2 separate regions of the Pan troglodytes genome follow, and region 1 is linked to region 2. The links are chromatin contacts, called in public HiChIP or PLAC-seq maps. All regions are on one chromosome and are shown on one strand. The core of a region is the stretch at or near the end of the contact, and the rest is flanking DNA. Distances in the headings are between cores, read along the strand shown. Region 1 holds the start of CMC1 (C-X9-C motif containing 1). Region 2 holds the start of EOMES (eomesodermin).

Region 1 (3,762 bases), core at 203-2,702, 530 kb after region 2:
AGAACAGTTCAAATCCCAGATGCTTTTGCTCTCATTTTTCTCCCAGCATGAGATGCCCTTTTTTCTGTCTACTCATTCTACCCATCTTTCAAGGCCGAGCATAACTTCTAACTTATCTCTGAAGTCTTTCCTAACCATTGCGGCATTCAATCCTTTGAGAAAGGCTTTTGTGGGGTCACCGGTTACCAGACGTTGCCTGAGCTCTAGGGATCACAGCTGGGTAAGACACTGTTCCTAATTTCCAGGATGATGTCCTCTCCTCTTTCCTTGAGCTCCTTTTGCAGTTACTACCCAAAGAATTGCCTATTAATAATGCGATGCCTCAGGAAATTTCTTCTGTTTTTAATTGCCAATTACATTCGCTTAACTTAAAAAATGACTTACCTTCCCTAGGTATAGATTGTAAAGACTCAGTTTCCCCCCAAAGTATCTGGTTTAACATGGGAGTAGAGAGAGATATACTATTATGTATCAGGTATTGGGCTACTGTTTTTGCTAGTGCTTCCCCTGGTGTGATACGTCTAGCAGTTCATTCTATGGGGCACACAAAACCCATGATATTACAGATACTGTTGCTTAGGATAAGGCTAAAGTAAATAGTGCCTATTTAAGTGTTTTTAAAAAGTGTGTTGATTTAAAAACAAATGTTAAATAGTAATGTTTCAAGTAATAGCTATGGCAGAAATGGTAGAAGTGGTCCTTTAAAGTCTTTCAAATGCATTATATGATATCACATTTATTCCTCAGAACAACCTTGTAAATTGGAAACCAAAGTCCAGAAAAATGATAGAACTTACTCAACTCACTAAGATAACAGATCAAACTTTCCTCCGTTACCATAATACCCTTTTGCATATAGAAAGATTTAGTTTAATACTTGAATATGGGTGTCTGACCTGTGTTTTCATACTCCATCTCCTCAAAAAGATTGCTTTAGCTTTCTAAATCAAATCCTTCACCTTCAGAACAATAAAAGAGGCATACCAGAGTCATTTTGGTGTATTTCTCAGCATATTTACAAAATATACAAGGAAAAGGACCTGATTCCCTGGCTGGGTGAGTGAAACGTTAATTCTTCACCTTGGCACCTCAACCTACAGCTGTAATAAGGGCCGTTATGCCCAAATAGGCCCTTAAACGGGAGACCTGCTGAGCAGAGACCCACTTTCCCAGCCCTGCTCAACTGCCTCAGCTTTTCTGCCAACTGACCAGGCGGAAGCAGCAGCAGGGGAGGAGGGACTGCAGGTAGGTGGGGAGGGGATCATTTTGAAAGCCCTGAATCCCTTGCAGGGAAGAAGCAGCTGCTCCTTGTTTTTCTAAACATCTGTCCCATCTGTCCCAGGCCGCACCTCACCCTTTGGTGGCTCGAGCCAGTTAAACGTGAATTTGACAAGGAAGCACTTCTGAAGGCTGGTTTGTGAGTGGAAATGAACCTAAGTGCCACCTAGAAAGTTTCTTCTATTGAGAAGAGGTGAGTAGTGGGTCTTCAGCGGGACGGCTATTACCTTCCTTCATTTTACTCTCACAAAACATACAGCTTTTACTGATAGAGGCAGGATTTGTAACATCACCCAAATCATACTGTACGTCCTGAGGATATTATTTCACAACATAGAGGTACTTCTAGAGCCCACATTTTAACGTCTAGGAGAGCCACAGTTTTTGATTTGAAGGAGAAATAACGATATTGCACGCACCATATCACCTTTATGGTAGAACAAGCTGTGAACAACTAGTGCGTGTGGCGTTTATCACATTTAACAGCGTGTTGCTTTTATTTGTCTCCTCTGCCACACTGCTCCTTGAGAACAGGGACGTTATTTTTATTGTTATTTTCCCCTCGTATTCAGAACCGTGGCTGGAACTTGGCAGGCATGAAATAGACATTTATGAATGAATGAACGTTAACGAAGAAAAGAAAAGGAACTGGATGATTCATTTGGTTCTCCGAAGGCGGGTATGGGGGACGGGGCTCGGACTCTGACCCAGTCACCGAGTGAGGCACAGTCCCAAAGTCCTGCAGGTCCGCCTCCAGTCACGGCCGACCCGGGTCTGCAACTGGTGCACAAGCCTCCTGAAGCGAGGCTGCGCGCGTCCTGCACGGTCCCGCCCCAAAGGCACGCAGACACGCCCCCTTTCCTGTTCATTCCCCCTGCGAAGTCAGTTCCACTCTAGTTACAGGATTGGGGCGGGGCCAGAAGGGCGCAGGCGCAACGGGCGGCGGAAGTAGGAGCCTGGGAAGGAAGAGGGAACGGGTCCTGGCGGTGCTTTGCAAAGGGCCCGCGTTTCTGTTGCGGGAAGCTCCCGGAGGTCGCACGTGCGTCCGAGCCCAAGCCCCTCCCCTCCACTCCCCTTCCTGCGTGCCCCGGAGCCGCCAAGCGGCTACGTTCTTCTCGGCCCGCCGAGATGGCGCTCGACCCCGCAGGTACCGGGGCGGGAAGCGGGGTTTGCCGAGGGGCCTCGCCCCGGGTCTCACGCCGCGGGCCGTGCGGGCTGGAGGCCGACCTGGGAAAGGTGCAGAGCTCTGGGTAGCATTGCTTCCACCAGCGTCTCCTCATACCCGGCGGCGGCTTCGCCCGGTCTTAGGTCATCTTCTCACTTGTTGGGGATTATGGTTATCTGAGGTTGCGTTTGTTGTCTAAAGTATCATCCATTGTGGTTTCCAACTTAACGCGACTAGTCTCTTCATTGTCACCCTCTTTTCGCCCCTTAAGGTCACAGATGCATTTAATGTATGCTGCAGACACTCTGGCCCCAGAAAAATTTGTATATTTGTTCTGGCGCACAGTTTTACATTTCTGTTTGGGAGTTCATGGACCCCGAGTTCATCCTTGTAACCCAACTTAAAAACATATTTCAAAGGATCCATCACTATGGCAGGAGTCAGTTTCTTTGGAAAGGATCTTCAAAATCTTGAATGTTGTTTTAATCTCTTTGCTTCCAGCCACTTCCGTTTGCAGCAATAGTTAACTTCCCCTCGAATTCCCGTCCTTGTGGAAGGTCACCTGCAGTATCTTTGCGTTAGGCTATTTTTGCAAGGGAATAGGTAACATTTTTGGAGGGAATGGTAGTTGGTCTAGTCCATTTCTTTCATTTTATGGATACAAAAAGTCAAAACATTGAGAGGTAAATGGCGTCAAACTTGGGAGATTCAGAAATGGAAAATGCTCTTTCGGAGCCTTCAAGGAGCATGAAAAATATATGTAGCACAGAAATAATGTTTTAATTGAACATGTTATTACCATGCTAAGTGTTCTCTATTATCCAACAATAATATGTGGCATGGTAGGTCCTTTTAGCTCCATTTTACAGATTAGGAAACTGAGGCGAAGAGAAGTTAAGTGACTAGTCCAGCAGGTAGTGGTAGATCAGGGAGTACTCTAATTTGAAGCATAGAGGAGTTCTGGAACATAATGATCATATTCATTTTGGACTAGGTGGTTATGAAGCAGTTAGCAGTTGATCTGGGCTTTGAGGGATGGAATTTCCAGTGGTTGGAGCTGGAGAAGAGGCAGCCCTATGAGCAAAGGTTTAGATAGTAAGGTGCACTGTGCGATGCTTGGTTTCAGGATGACTACCATGATTTGGTTCTTGAGGGTAGAAGGGGTAGAGTGTAAGTGAGGGGTGAGTAAGGAAGGTTCAAGTTTAGGCCCATATAATTTATGGTATCTTTTTTTTTTATTTTACTGAAATGGAGTCTCACTCTGTCGCCCAGGCTGGAGTGCAGTGGCGCTATCTCTGCTCACTGCAACCTCCGCCTAC
Region 2 (3,814 bases), core at 1,311-3,810:
GAACATTAGAATCCCAGGAGCCCTTCCCACCTGGAGAGCTTATGACTACTGATTTGTTAAACGTAGGGATTGGGGGGCGCGGTGATGTCTTAGTTAAAGGTTCTAAATATCTATATATTGGCAGACAAGAAATCTGACTTAGCAAACTCTCCTCTCCGTCAAACAAGCAACTCAAAGAAACTCATACTAACACCTCTAGGCCTCAGAATGGAAGGGGAAAAAAAGTGCTACATTTAAATGTGAGTTGTCTGAGTCAAGGGTTACGATTTCTTCCCGCCCGTTCCTCCCCGGCCCGAGCCTCTTCTCTGCTCACCCTGCATGTTATTGTCGGCTTTGCCACAGGTCACCCATTTGCCCCCCTGGAAGCGCCAGTGGTTGGGGTCCGCCAGCACCACCTCTACGAACACATTGTAGTGGGCAGTGGGATTGAGTCCGTTTATGTTGAAGCTCAAGAACGGAAACATGCGCCTGTGCAAGGGAATAGAACCAGAAAAATCGATTTAAATTGGGATGTCCTAGAACAGGCCCAGGCCCCAGCGGGTTCCCCCAGACACCTGGGATAGGGTCGGAACACATTTAAAAGTTTGCAGTGAACAGAATGCTGGTAGATCAAGTGGTCTGAAACTATGTAAAATATTTTTGAGTTGGCAACTCTTGGAACCTTTCCGTCTTTTCAAAAAAAAAAAAAAAAAAAGCTTGCCCTAACATCGGTATATTCCAAATTCGCGTGCTTCCGAAGGCTCATATTCTCGGCCCTTTCAGACGCTCTTAAAATTTTTCTCCTAGAATGTTAAAAACTACTAATTTTTAAATGCACCATTTTGAAAAGTACCAGAGAACAATATTAGGTTATTCTTGTTAAAAATATATATTAAAACTTTAGGCTAAAAGTCCCCTTTGAGTGCCCCTCTCTCAGCACCCACCCCTCCCTTTCCCCAGAAGTAGCCAGTGTTAGCAGTTGGATGTATATCAGAACTTTCTCGCGCACCGAACCCGAGCCAGGTCTGGCTCCAGGGCAGATCTAACCACCTACTCGGACCGAGCTTCCGAGGCCGGCGCTCTAGCCTTCACGCCCACCTCCCGGAGACGCCCCGTGGAGACCCTGGCGCCTAAAACTGCGGGAGCCCATCTACTGCGCTCAGGTGGCCAGCTCTTGAGCCTTCCCTATCCGTGGCTCCTTGCCGGCATGCAGGCATGCACCAGCATACCGCCGAGCAGGAGGATCTAACGAATCCAGCTTGTGGACGTGCCCTAATTTCCATTTCCGCCTCCTCCAGGTCTGTTCAGGTGAGGATGATGGGAGGGAAAAGCGGTGTACAGCCGTAACATTGGCACCCTGCAAGAGCCGCCGGGGCACTGACACAGAGGGACACCGCATTGGAGATGCGGTGTCTACGGAGATTTATTGCGCGCGGTGAAACACTCTAAGCACCGCGCGGAACAACTGGGTTCAGCTCCCTCATCCCGGACCTTCCCCAGGACCACACGTCACCCTTTATCCCCGAACCCAGGGGCCCCTCCACGCTGCGCTCACCTGCCCTGTTTCGTAATGATCATCTCAGTTTGGTGGCGGTGGAATTTGAGCCACAGAGGCCGGTTGCACAGGTAGACGTGGGCACGGAAGCCAGAACCTGGAACCCCCAGGCCCCCCAGTCCTCCGCAAGATCCCGCCGCTGCGGCTCCAGGGTACGGCCCGTAGAGCGGAGCCCCCTGGCTGTACTGATAGGTGCCCGGGCCGCCGCCCCCGCCGCTGCTACCGCCCGCGCCACTGCCCGCACCGGCTCCTGGGACGAACTGCGCCCTCCCGGGTGGGCACACAGCCGCGGGGAAGCCGCCGGGGGGCAGCATGGAGCCGTAGGGGTAGCGCGCCCCGTTAGGAGCCGGGTACACAGGTCCGTGGGGCGCCCCAGCCGCCGCCTGGTACGGGAAGAGTGAGCAGGGCGCAGCCAGCTCCGACCCCTGAGGACCGGGGGACTGGAGGTAGTACCGCTCGGAGCTCAGGCTGTCCATGGAGTAGCGCGCAGTGGCCGCAGCCGCGGCGGCGGCGGCGGCGGCTGCAGCGGCGGAGGGCAGCTCCTCCTCCCCGCAGGGGGAGCCCTTGCGGCCGTCCGGGGGCCCCGGCTTGGCCACTGCCGCAGCGCTGGCAAATGCGTCCCCGGCGTCGGTGTCACTAAGCATGGCCGCGGGGGCCCCTGCGCTGGCGGCTGCGGGCTCCCCGCTCACCGCCTCGCAGGAGAGACTGCCGGAAAACTTCTTGGACGCTTTGTCTAAGTCCAACTTCTGAGGAGAGGGGGCCGCGCTGGGGAGGTGGCCAGCGCTCCCGCCGCTGCCGCCTCGCGCACTCTCCAGCGGGTAGAAGTGCGCGCCAGGCAGGTTCACTGAGCTCACCAAGAGCTGCTCCCCTAACTGCATGCTTTGCAAAGCGCAGACGGCAGCTGGCTGCTTCCTCTCCTCCCGTGGCCTTATTATAAAGGCAGGATGGGGGAGCCAGCGCCCTCTTCCGAGGGGAAGGTAACTTCCCCTTCCTCCTGCGCCGGGGCTACCCACCTGCCGACTCGCCGGCCGCTACTGCGCGTACTGGCGCGCCCTGAATCCAGCGTCCTTTCCGGAAGGAAAGCGCCGTGAGTTGGAAAGCAGGAGGTGGAAACTAACCCAGAAGCCCTCTCCTTTTCCTTCCTCGTACCTCTTGCTCCTCAGGACCCCCACCCTCCTCCCAGGCTCACACGCTGGAAGAAGGTGACTTAGATCTTTGTCCCCATCCACCCACTAGCCCGCGCCTTTCTGCCCTTTTTCAATTGCCAAAGCATCGGTCAAGTTGACCACTTGGAAACTAATGGGCTGTCACTAGCTGCTTTATATATTTGCGGCCAGGGAGGGGCTTCCCGGCCTCACAGCCCGGAGACCCTCCTATTGGCTGATGGAGGTGACACTAATTCAATTAGGCATTTACTAATTGGATCAAGTCGCCTGTGACTTTCTTTTCCTTTAGCCTGATTTTTTTTTGAGACTGCGTCCCGCTGTGATAATCAATCCTGGTGTCTGTAATTTCGCCGGAATTTAGGGGGACAAAGTTTGGGGTCTCCGTAGCCGTGTCCACCCTTGGCGCATTAGTCATCTCAGCCCTCCGCTGGAGGAATGAGATGGCTGGAGCAGATTTTAGAGGCCAGAGAGAGAAAGACTCTTCAAGCTGATAGCTTGCAGGGAAGCGCCCGTCCCGGAGGCTGGGGAAACTGGGGCGAGTTGGAGACAGGCCCAAGGAAGTCTCTTTCCTCGTCGGAAGCTGTAACTTCAAAGCACACCTTCCTCTTGTCGAAGGCAAACTCCCTGGCCTTCAACGCACAGGAACCACTTTTTGTTTGTTCCCATCCTTTTACCCAGTGGGAAAGGTTTGTAGAGAGGAAACTCGCGCTAAGCTTTTGGGATTCCGGGGACGGCCAGAGCACATTGCCATCCTGGAGGACCTAAGCTCTCAGCTTCTAAATCAGAAGCTTGGACAGGGTACTGGGGACAGGACAAGAGTGAAACTAAGCGAGCTAACACCAACTTCATACTCACGCCAACACAACTGCTTTCGGGGAGACAGTCACTTTTATTCCCCACAATTTAAAATCCTTTCTGCTCAGTTTTCCTGATCCCGGATTCCGTCCCTTCACCACCATCTTCAGTTAGGCCTGACACCAAGAAACAAAGCTTCCCTAACAGCCCCACAGTTAGGATTCCCTGCGCCTCTGCTCTGCGGCAAATACAGAAGGTAGAATAATTAGTGAAATAATCAGTTTGATATTGAATTAAACTCCAGCTGCTTGTTTCTTCG

What was found. HiChIP or PLAC-seq counts read pairs in DNA pulled down with a chosen protein or histone mark.
Region 1: an H3K4me3 HiChIP or PLAC-seq map of stem cell-derived excitatory neurons shows a contact between it and region 2, with 8 times the contacts expected there. The contact joins the promoter of CMC1 here to the promoter of EOMES in region 2. A contact is called at or near these places in 1 of 7 Hi-C or Micro-C datasets (stem cell-derived neural progenitor cells) and 1 of 1 datasets of contacts at active chromatin or transcription factors (stem cell-derived excitatory neurons).

The regions. Positions count from the first base shown.
Region 1 is chr2:32,222,433-32,226,194 of NHGRI_mPanTro3-v2.0_pri, forward strand. It overlaps CMC1 (C-X9-C motif containing 1), which reads left to right and starts at 1,453. Exons shown (of 4, transcript XM_063805534.1): 1 at 1,453-1,471.
Region 2 is chr2:31,694,014-31,697,827 of NHGRI_mPanTro3-v2.0_pri, forward strand. It overlaps EOMES (eomesodermin), which reads right to left and starts at 2,561. Exons shown (of 6, transcript XM_009445060.5): 1 at 1,535-2,561; 2 at 314-468. The coding sequence starts at 2,412.